Regions from separate parts of the Canis lupus genome. Here region 2 is linked to region 1. A link is a contact called in public Hi-C data. All regions are on one chromosome and are shown on one strand. Each heading gives the region's core, a stretch centred on a gene start, on an enhancer-like site or on the middle of the called end of the contact. The rest is flanking DNA. Distances are from core to core; before and after follow the strand shown.

Region 1 (4,571 bases), core at 221-2,720:
GACTACCCTTACTTCATGGAACCAGGATAAATCACTGAAAAAAGTCAGAGGCAGAGCCAAGACTAGAGATCTTCCGTATCACCTGACAGCCACTCTATGGAAATTCCACACATTCTTGTAGTAGATTTTCTAAACAAATTTGGGGGCATAGTGAATCTAGCAGATTATACACCTGACGCATGTCACTAACCTGGTGACTGACTATGCCATAAGGGTCACAGCCAGTGAATAAGGTCAGCAATTACTCTTCGAGGACTCTAGCACACTAAGGCAATAGCTGATACCCAAGCGTGACTCTAGCCTCGATGGCAAATTCTCGGTTCACATCAAATGTTAACTTGCTAAAACCCAGCAATATACAAAGGTTTTTGAGTGGTTAAGAGGCTTGCTTCCCACTGAAGGTGTCCTGAGCCAGCCCTTTACCCATCACTCCAATAAACTGTCAGTGCTGGTGAAAGTACAGGTCAAGAAACACTCACTATTTGTCGAAGTTGATCCTGTGATGATGCATGCCACCAGCATTACCCCGGCCTCCTGGGTGCTTCCGGTGTTTGCCTGCAATACAAAGCTACATGGCTAACGTAGCCTTCTCCAGTTCAAGTCTTCTTGCAAAAAGCATTTCCCCACACTTCTGCGTTTTATTTTTTCAGTCTACAAAACCTCTTTAAGCATTGCTATTCCCTCAAGACTCTGGGTCAAACTTCTCTTTGCAATGTTCCACATCACAGCACTATCCACTGTTGGATAGTGTTCATGCCTTCGACAAATGAACACTTTGTCCCAATTTTAACTACCCGCCCCCCTGATGTGAAATTGTCTTTAAATGGGGTACCGTAGAGAATTCTAAGGAAAAAACCAACAGCTAACAGCCAAGCTTACTCCGAATGACCGCACAAAGCTTACCCACTTCTACCCTACCCACTTCCCGGCTAGCTAAGCACCCGGCAGGGAGAGCTCAGAGCCGGCCAGGATGGGATGCCGGCACTTACCGATGCGGCCGTGGCCATGGCTCACGTGGCCCCGAAGTTTCCGGGTCTTCCTCAGTCTGGATGGCTGTATGGAAAAAGGTGCTTGGTGATAAAGCCAAAGGGGGGTGGGGCAGAGGGCGAACTTGACCGTCTGAGAAGGGTCTGTAGGTCTGCGGGGTCAAGGCTCTGCTTTGGGCCACATCAGCAAGGGTGATGTTACGGACCGGTCGGCCCGGGGCCCCGTGGCCTCATCAGGGCGGCGCCTGAGCGCGCAGGCCCGCGTGCCTCAGAGAGCCGAACCCTCGGCAGAACACGCGGGCCCACACTCGGGGGCCCACACGGGCCACCCTGCCCCGAGCGGCCTGGAAGGTCGGGCCGAGGCCGGGAGTTGGTGGTTGAGGTGCAAAGCGAGTACAGCTCGCGGCCTGAACTACCAACGCGGCGGAGAAAGGAAAAGAACCACCTACCATGTTGGCGGCCCAGAGGAAAAAGGGAGGCGTCTGCGAAATCTCGCGAGCTACCGACAACGGGGGCGGAGCCAAGAGACTCACTTCCGGCCGGAGTAGGCCGGGCCTAGGGCGGGGTCTCCGGAGTCTCGCGGGGTTCGCGGGGTTCGCGGGGTCGCGTGACCGCCAGGCCGGTAGCCCTCCTTTTTCAGCTCGGTGTCCTCCTTCCGCGCCGAGGCCGGGTGACGGCGGCCGCCCTAAAACTGCCTCCGCGTCGCCCTCGTTCGCTCAGGCTCGAAGGCTGAGACCTGTCGCGGAATCCCCGTGTCCCCGGAACCCGCCCGGGCTCCTGGCCGAACGCCCCGCTGCTGAGCCGACGCGCGCGCCTCGCTCGTCCTCGCGGTCGGCTCGGCCCCGGCGGTAGCGGCCGCAGTGAGGATTCGCGAGGCGCTGTTCGACCCGCAGCGAGCACCGGCTGTCTGGCTCTGCCCCCTTTGAACCCTTCCCTACGTGTCCACACCCGCCTGATCGCCCACGCTCCGAGGAGGCGCTCGGTCTTAATTGCTCCTTTGCGCTTGTGCTGTCATCCTGGGCGTCCAGAGTTTGAACAATCCAGTATACTTCAGGGACCTGTATACCTGGTTGCTTTATGGTTTTGTTTTGTTTTTTGTTTTTTTTTAATCCAGACTCTAAATACTTTTTGTAACCACCAAATTTTCTCACCTGAACCTACTTGACAAGGCTGTGAACCCCTCTCCTGGACCAGAAAACCCCTGCTCAACCTCGATCTTTGCAATGCAAGTGTCTCCTTTCCCTGTGGAACTTCTCTGACCCATACGGTCATTGCTGCTTCCCCCACTTGTGCCCCCCCCACATTCTAGTACATACATAGCTCGTGCATAATTGTTGATCCACATTTGTCTCCCCTACTCGACCAAATTCCTTAATGGTTCAGGAGTATTTTATCCCAGTACTCCCAGTTCCTGGCATGTAGTACATGTTCAACAAATCAAGTGGTTGAATGTACTTTCACCTCATAGTGGAAGAGCCACCTCTCAAGTCTCAACCAGTGTCTAAACTCCCGTTCTTCCAATTACTCTGTGTGTTTATTTTCCTTGCCTCGTTCCTATCAGCTAAAATATATTTTACTAAAATATCCTAGATTCTCCCTACTTTCTCCCTACCATCCTAGCTCTTTCCTTTACAGCCAAGCTCCCCAAAAGAGTAGTCTGAATTCTGTCCATTTGTTCATTTCCCATTCATGTTTAATCAGCCACACCACTCTTACTCAAATCATAAATTAAACGAGTTGAATGGACTCTTCTCATTCCTCTTACCGTGTGTTCTCTGTTGTACCTTACCTCTTTCACTTCTTCATAGAAACTCTTGCCTTCTTCCTATCTCTCTAGCCATTTGTCAGTTTTTCCGGGTTCTTCTAACTCTATACACCATTTAACTGTTGATGTTTTTCAGCCTCCAGTTCTTGCCTCTCTTAACTTTTCACAGTGTGCAGTCTTCTTGGTGAGCGTATGTTGGGTGGCTTCAATTCACATCTCTATTGCTGAGCTCCACATTCATGTACTTACTTAATTTCTGATTATTATCCCTGGGACATTCTACAGACAAACTTGGCAAACGTATTCAAAGACTTCAATCTTCCTTGCTCACTGGTGCCTTCTCCTTTATACTATATCTTGGTGAGTGGCACCCTTGTCCACTTAGATAGTGATGTCATGGAGACCTGAAAATGGTTTCAAAGCCTTCATTTCTCCTAATATACTGTCACTGTCACCATATTCTTTTGTTCTGTATCTCAAATCTGCTTCCTCCTTTTAAACCCCCATGCCACTGCCTTCCTTAGGATTCTCATCATGTCTCTTGAGTTCAACATCCTTCTCTAGTCATCCTGCCTGCATTCTAATCCTCATCCAATACTTTCATCCATCTCACCTCTGCCAGGTTAACCTTCCCAAAACATGACTTTCACCTTCACTTACTTGATCAAAAAGTTGGATAGCTCCCTTTGACCAACAGAATACAGCCCACTTGCCTTTCCAAACCAACCCCAGCTTCTCGTTTTACACGAGCTTCCTACTGCCGCCAGACTTGATACATCCCTGCCTTTCTGCCTGTGCTGTGCCATTTCTCATGCCTGTAGCGCTCATCTTCCTATCAGATATCCTGAATTTTCCTCAACCTTTAAGGCCCAAAACTTTATATTCTGCTTCTTCCCAGAACACTGCAATCCACAGTGATAATAGCCAAATATACCTTGAAGTTTACAAAATGCATTGGCCTCAGAAGTCAACAATACTAGCTCCATTTTATGAATAAGAATACGAGAACTGAGGCACAGAAGGTTGAGTGACTTGCCAGAGGCTATAGTGCTGCCAAGATACAGGGCCTGGGCCTACCTAGTCTTTAGTCTTCTCTTTCCAGATCTGTTTTTACCTCAGTGACCACTCCCTTTCTGACCTCACAGCTTTATGGTCTTCATCAGTCCTTCAGTCCTTGATCATATACTGCCTGGGACCAGCAGAAAGAGGGGCCATGAGAGTGGGAGGCAAGGTCTAAGAAGAGATCACCCTCTATTTGACGTCAAAGCTGGCCAATAAGTGCACAAGAGATGAACTGAGCTACCCTTGGGAACATGGTCTGTGAATGGAGGTAAGCTGGGCAGAGCTTTGGGAATGAAAGGTAACCATTAAGTGTTCTGTAAGGAGGGTCTAGAGTGAGGACCAAGACTAAGACTGTTCAGAGGGTAGAGGTAGGGTTTTGGGTAATGGGCACTGCTTTTGAATAGTTTTGCCAACTTCCATGATTATAGAGGAACTTCATCCTATCCCTCAGGTCATCCATCAGAACGGAAATTCTCCCTGAGTGGACCAGTACTCTGTGTTGGGTTCTGTGTTCACCTAACATTCTTCTCATTGATGGTTTGATCTCCAGGGTAGAGGGAGTGCCCTGAGCAATTGTGGGCTCTGGTTTCTAGCAGCCTCCCTCATTCCCAGGACAATCATATGGGTTTAACATAAGGCTTATGTGTGGCTTGTCCGTGTAGGTCAGTTTCCCTAGGTTGACTAGCTCTGAGAGAGCAAACAAAGTTTGAGATCTGTATCTGCAAAGTTGAATAGTATCCAGACATTAGGAATTTGGT
Region 2 (4,589 bases), core at 149-2,648, 220 kb before region 1:
AGTATCAGACACCTTGTGTTAGAGTCTGGCATCAACAATAATCACACGGGAGGGGCACCTGACCGGTTCAGTCCTAGAGCAGTGACTCGATCTCACAGGATCCTGAAATATAGCCACATGTTGGACATGGAGCAGCCCCCGTGGCTCGGCGGTTTAATGCTGCCTTCAGCCCAGGGCGTGATCCTGAAGACCCGGGATCGAGTCCCGCGTCGGGCTCCCCGCATGGAGCCTGCTTCTTCCTCTGCCTGTGTCTCTGCCTCTCTGTGTCTATCATGAATAAATTTTTAAAAAATCTTTAAAAAAATTTTTTAAGTTAAAGGAAGAGTCTAGTAATTAATTAAAACATTTCTGAAAACTAGGAAAAGACTACTTTTTTGTTTTAAAGATTTTAAGAAACATGGGAGAATTTGAAATCCATAGATAAGAGTTCAATCTCCCCATAGTGAACCAAGAACCAGAGGCCCAGGAAAGGTAAGTGTTTTGCCCAAAGTCCTTCAGCAAATCTGCAGTGGTGGTGATGAGCTCTGTATTCTTTCCACTATCCCGCTCCACAATGTCTTCATTAACTGAAAAATATTTTAATTGGAGACACTGCGCCATCTCCAGGGTCCTCCTAAATTACCTGCAGAGGATGACCCGCACTTGCAAGGCCGGTCAGCGCTCCCCCAACTCTTGACTTCGAGGCCAGCCGCCCTTAATAGGATCGTAGCACCGCAGTTCCCCAACTACTGGAGTCCCGGGCGGAGGAGGCTACTAGGGCGGTTCTTTGGCCAATTCCACACGTTCCGGAGCCAGACCTAGCCCGGCCCGACTCAGCCGCGCCGCTGACGCGCGGTTCGTGCAGCAGGCTGGGGTCTAGGCGGTCAGGCCCCAGCGGGAGGCAAGCGGGGAGACCAAGCCGAAGCCAGCGTGTTGGAAGCCCTGCCGCGAGCGGCGTCCGGGAGGCGCAGGGGCTGCAGGTTAGGGGCCAAGTGCCGGGGAGGACGGCCCTCCGGCTGGGGGTAGGCCTCCCGGAAGGCATGGCTCGGCCGTCAGTCCCGTGGCCGCCTCCACGCCTGCCACCTGCCCTCGCAAGCCGCCCCGGGCGCTTGGGCTCGCCCCAGCCTCGGGGGCCTGGCGACGGACGGCTCCGGGCTCGCAGGGGTCGCTGGAGTTGCTGGGGGTCTCCCGGGCGAGAGGACTCCCCAGGGCCCTGCAGGTCCTCAGCCGCCGCTGCTCCAGCGCCCAGGAAGGACAGCCTCACGCCTCGGAGCTCTGCCGCGCCAGGGGCGCCCCCTTGGTTTCCCGCGCCCGAGCGTTCGCGGGGCGGGCGCCGGCACCGCGCAGCCTCCGCGGCCTGCGCACGGGGAACCGTTTCCGGGGCGGACGGTGACGTAGCTGACCCCGCGCGGCCGGTGACGCCGAGGCCCGGCCGGAAGTGCGGGCGGAGGAGCCCGAGCCGGAGCCCGAGCCGGAGCCCCAGCCCGGACCAGGTCGCGGGGGCTCCGGGCTGTGGCCACCGCCGGGCCTGGCAGCGATGGCGACCGTGTGGGGAGGCTTCCTTCGGCTTGGCTCCTTGCTCAGCCTGTCCTGCCTGGCGCTCTCGGTGCTGCTGCTGGTGCAGCTGTCAGACGCCGCCAAGGTGAGTCGGCGCAGCCTTCGCTCCAGACAGGAGCCCCTCCCCTCCGGCCTGCCGAAAGCCGTCTGTCGGCCTGCTGCCCTCCCCGCGCCTCTCCCGGCCCTGCCACCCCGACCTGCAGGCCGCCCCCCGCCCGATCGCACCGGCGCCCCCAGCCCCGCCACTCCGGCAGTGCCGGCCGCTCTCGCACCCCCAGCCCTGGCCGCGCCGCCTCCTTCCCGCCCCTGCCCCTGCCCCGCCCCCGCCCCAGCTCCGCCCAGCCGCGACAGCGCCCGCAGCCCGGACGCGCTCCTCCCCCTCCTAGAAGGTCCCCTTCCCAGCGCCGACGGCACCGCCTCAAACCTTACAGCGTTTCCAACTCTGAGAGCCTTTAGCTTTCCACCCCTAAGCTCCTGAAGCCCACCGCGCCCTCCACCTGCCTCACAGCCCTCTTCCTGCCCCGCCCCCGTTCCCTAAGCCAGAATTACCAGAAGCCCCCACCTCACGGAAAGCCTCCCTCTTAGGAACTCATTTCAACTCACCCCTGAACCGGTTCCCTTCCCAGTGTAGGAACTTGCCTCTCCTTGCAGCCTGCCTTCCCAATAGGACCTACACAGAGGACCACCAGCCTAATATCCTGACCTAACTCCCTCCAGGATCTCTTGGCCTCTTTGTTTGGCCTTCTTTCTTCCTGATAATTCAGTGGGGAAGGGAAGGGCCCAAGCTACAGGGAGGTAAAGTTGTAGCCCTCTCCCCTGCTCCACTTCTGGGTCCTTCCAGCCTCCTCATGCTGCTCTTTATAGCCCCCTTCATGCTCCCACCCTCCAGACCTGCTTTGCCCCTGGTACACACTTGTGCGTCCTCCTTGATGAGCTAGCTCCTTATTGGAGAAAACGGAAGGAATTTACCTTAATGTGATGGGAAGACAGATTGACATTTGCATTTTAAAAAATAGCTTTAATCCATAATATGGGACAGGTTGGGAAAGACAGGTTTAATGCAGACAGCTCAGGGGGTTTTGATCGGGAGTTCTTGTTGAAATCTTTGCTACCTCCTACCAGAAATAGGGAAAGCAGCAAGTCTCGTGTCTTTCAAAACATTGCTGGCATCCTCTGCATATGTCCTGTCATCACTTCAAGAGTATATTGTAATGATGTATTTATCTGTCAGTCTCCATTAGGGTGTGTCCTGATTACTGGCAGGAGCCCTGTCTTGCACTTATCTGAATCCACTTCATTGAGCACAAGGTCCAACATGGAGCAAATGCTCACTAAGTGGTTGCTGAATGAATCCATTGTCAACAGCTCTGCCAGACATAGCACCATATAAAGGAACAGTGGGCCTTGGGGGGCGGGGCAGGGCGGGAGCTAATGATCCACTTGCCCTCTCAGATAAATTCCCCTTTGCTAATGAAGCTTCTCTTATTTCCTGTATTCATATATTTAGTCACCACTTTCTCCACCTCTTGAAACTTGCTTTATCATTAGTTATCCTCTCTGTCTACCAGTGATTAGAAGCAAAGTTTCCTGGGGAGGGTAGACCAAACTGATCTCAGCTAGACATAAGCTACTGCCCTTATGTACTTGCTTTCTAGTTATAACTGAGTGCCTCTAAAACTTCACCCCTTCTGTAGAGCCCTGGTCCAACCCCCTTTATCCATATCCATGCCATTCTACTAAAGGGTGGAAAGATAGTAATTAGAAGAATTGTGACTTGTTTTGTGAGTAATTTTGTAATCGGATCCTTATTTGCAGGTAGAGTTATCTGTCTATTGTGCCTTTTTTACCGGCAGGTAGATAGCATAGTTTGTCATGTGACCTATAAATGTGATTAATAAATCACAGATCACATACACGTATTATTTCAAAATAATTTCGTGTACTATATAATGATTCATTAGCATTACAAAAAAGAACCTGTAGCTTTAAAAAGCTCTCTCTCAAAATGAATAGTTTTAGAATATTTGGCAGGGGACGCTTAGCAAAATGTATATGGTGCAGTTTTTAAAAATATTGATATTGTTAACAAGCTATACTAAGTTTCCATTTTGGTTACAGAATTTCGAGGATGTCCGATGTAAATGTATCTGTCCTCCCTATAAAGATAATTCTGGGCATATTTATAATAAGAACATATCTCAGAAAGATTGGTAAGTATTCTAGATTACTGACATACCTGTCAGATTTTTTTCTGTGGTTGTCACTGTTAGCCCAGAATGTTCATCTAATGTATTGTTTCCTTTTTAAATACAGTTGACCTTTGAACAACGTAGGGCTTAGGTATCCTGACCCTGGCACAGTCAAAAATCTTCATATAACTTTTGACTACCTCAAAATTTAACTGCTAATAGCCTACTGTTGACCAGAAGCCTTAACAATAAAACAGTTGATTAACATATATTTTATGTTACATGTATTATATACTGTACTCTTACAATAAAGTAAACTAGAGAATAGAAAATGTTATTAAGACAATCATAGGAAAGAGAAAATACATTTGCAGTAGTATACTGTATCTACTGAAAAAAAATTGTGTACAGTGGACCCATACAGTTCAACCCCTGTTATTCAAGGGTCACCTGTATTTCTTTTTAAGTGTAAGTGTCAAATTCCACTTCTATTTGAAAAAGTGAAAGTAAGGCCCTGAATGTGTGATGTAAACTTAAAGGAATCTAGCCAAAACACTGATTCCCAAGTAGGGAGGGTTTTATAAGGGACAGAGCTGAGTTTGTGGCACTAAACTGCCCATGGCTACCTTCCGTGCCCTCCTAAATTTTAGTCCTCTCTCTTGTTTTTCACTGGAAGGTCCACAGGCCTCATTTATCTGGGTTATAATTTTCATAACTTGTAAGTTTTGATAATGTATTGCCTAATACAGAAGACTATGCTTGAAAGTGTCAGAAGGCTCAGGAAGGAATGGGAATGAGCCATGTATATCATAGTTTCCCACTTGGTGTGCCATGGATATAGGTATGTCAAGAAGTTGCTCCCTC

Evidence for each region. Hi-C and Micro-C count contacts between places; a contact is called where the count stands out from the background.
Region 2: a contact with region 1 is called in a Hi-C map of blood, with 2.5 times the contacts expected there. The contact joins the promoter of TMEM9B here to the promoter of RPL27A in region 1. A contact is called at or near these places in 4 of 9 Hi-C or Micro-C datasets (amygdala, blood and skin fibroblasts).

What each region holds. Positions count from the first base shown.
Region 1 is chr21:32,699,159-32,703,729 of UU_Cfam_GSD_1.0, reverse strand. RPL27A (ribosomal protein L27a) reads right to left here and starts at 1,470. Exons shown (of 5, transcript NM_001252225.1): 1 at 1,436-1,470; 2 at 990-1,053; 3 at 480-555. The coding sequence starts at 1,438. It overlaps LOC119865044 (a small nucleolar RNA gene), which reads right to left and starts at 307; the gene lies at 178-307. It overlaps TRIM66 (tripartite motif-containing protein 66), which reads left to right and starts at 3,905. Exons shown (of 21, transcript XM_038568983.1): 1 at 3,905-4,081. The coding sequence starts at 4,076.
Region 2 is chr21:32,919,170-32,923,758 of UU_Cfam_GSD_1.0, reverse strand. It overlaps TMEM9B (transmembrane protein 9B), which reads left to right and starts at 1,398. Exons shown (of 5, transcript XM_038569002.1): 1 at 1,398-1,621; 2 at 3,655-3,746. The coding sequence starts at 1,517. It overlaps LOC119865003 (a long non-coding RNA gene), which reads right to left and starts at 1,730. Exons shown (of 2, transcript XR_005375729.1): 1 at 623-1,730; 2 at 1-267.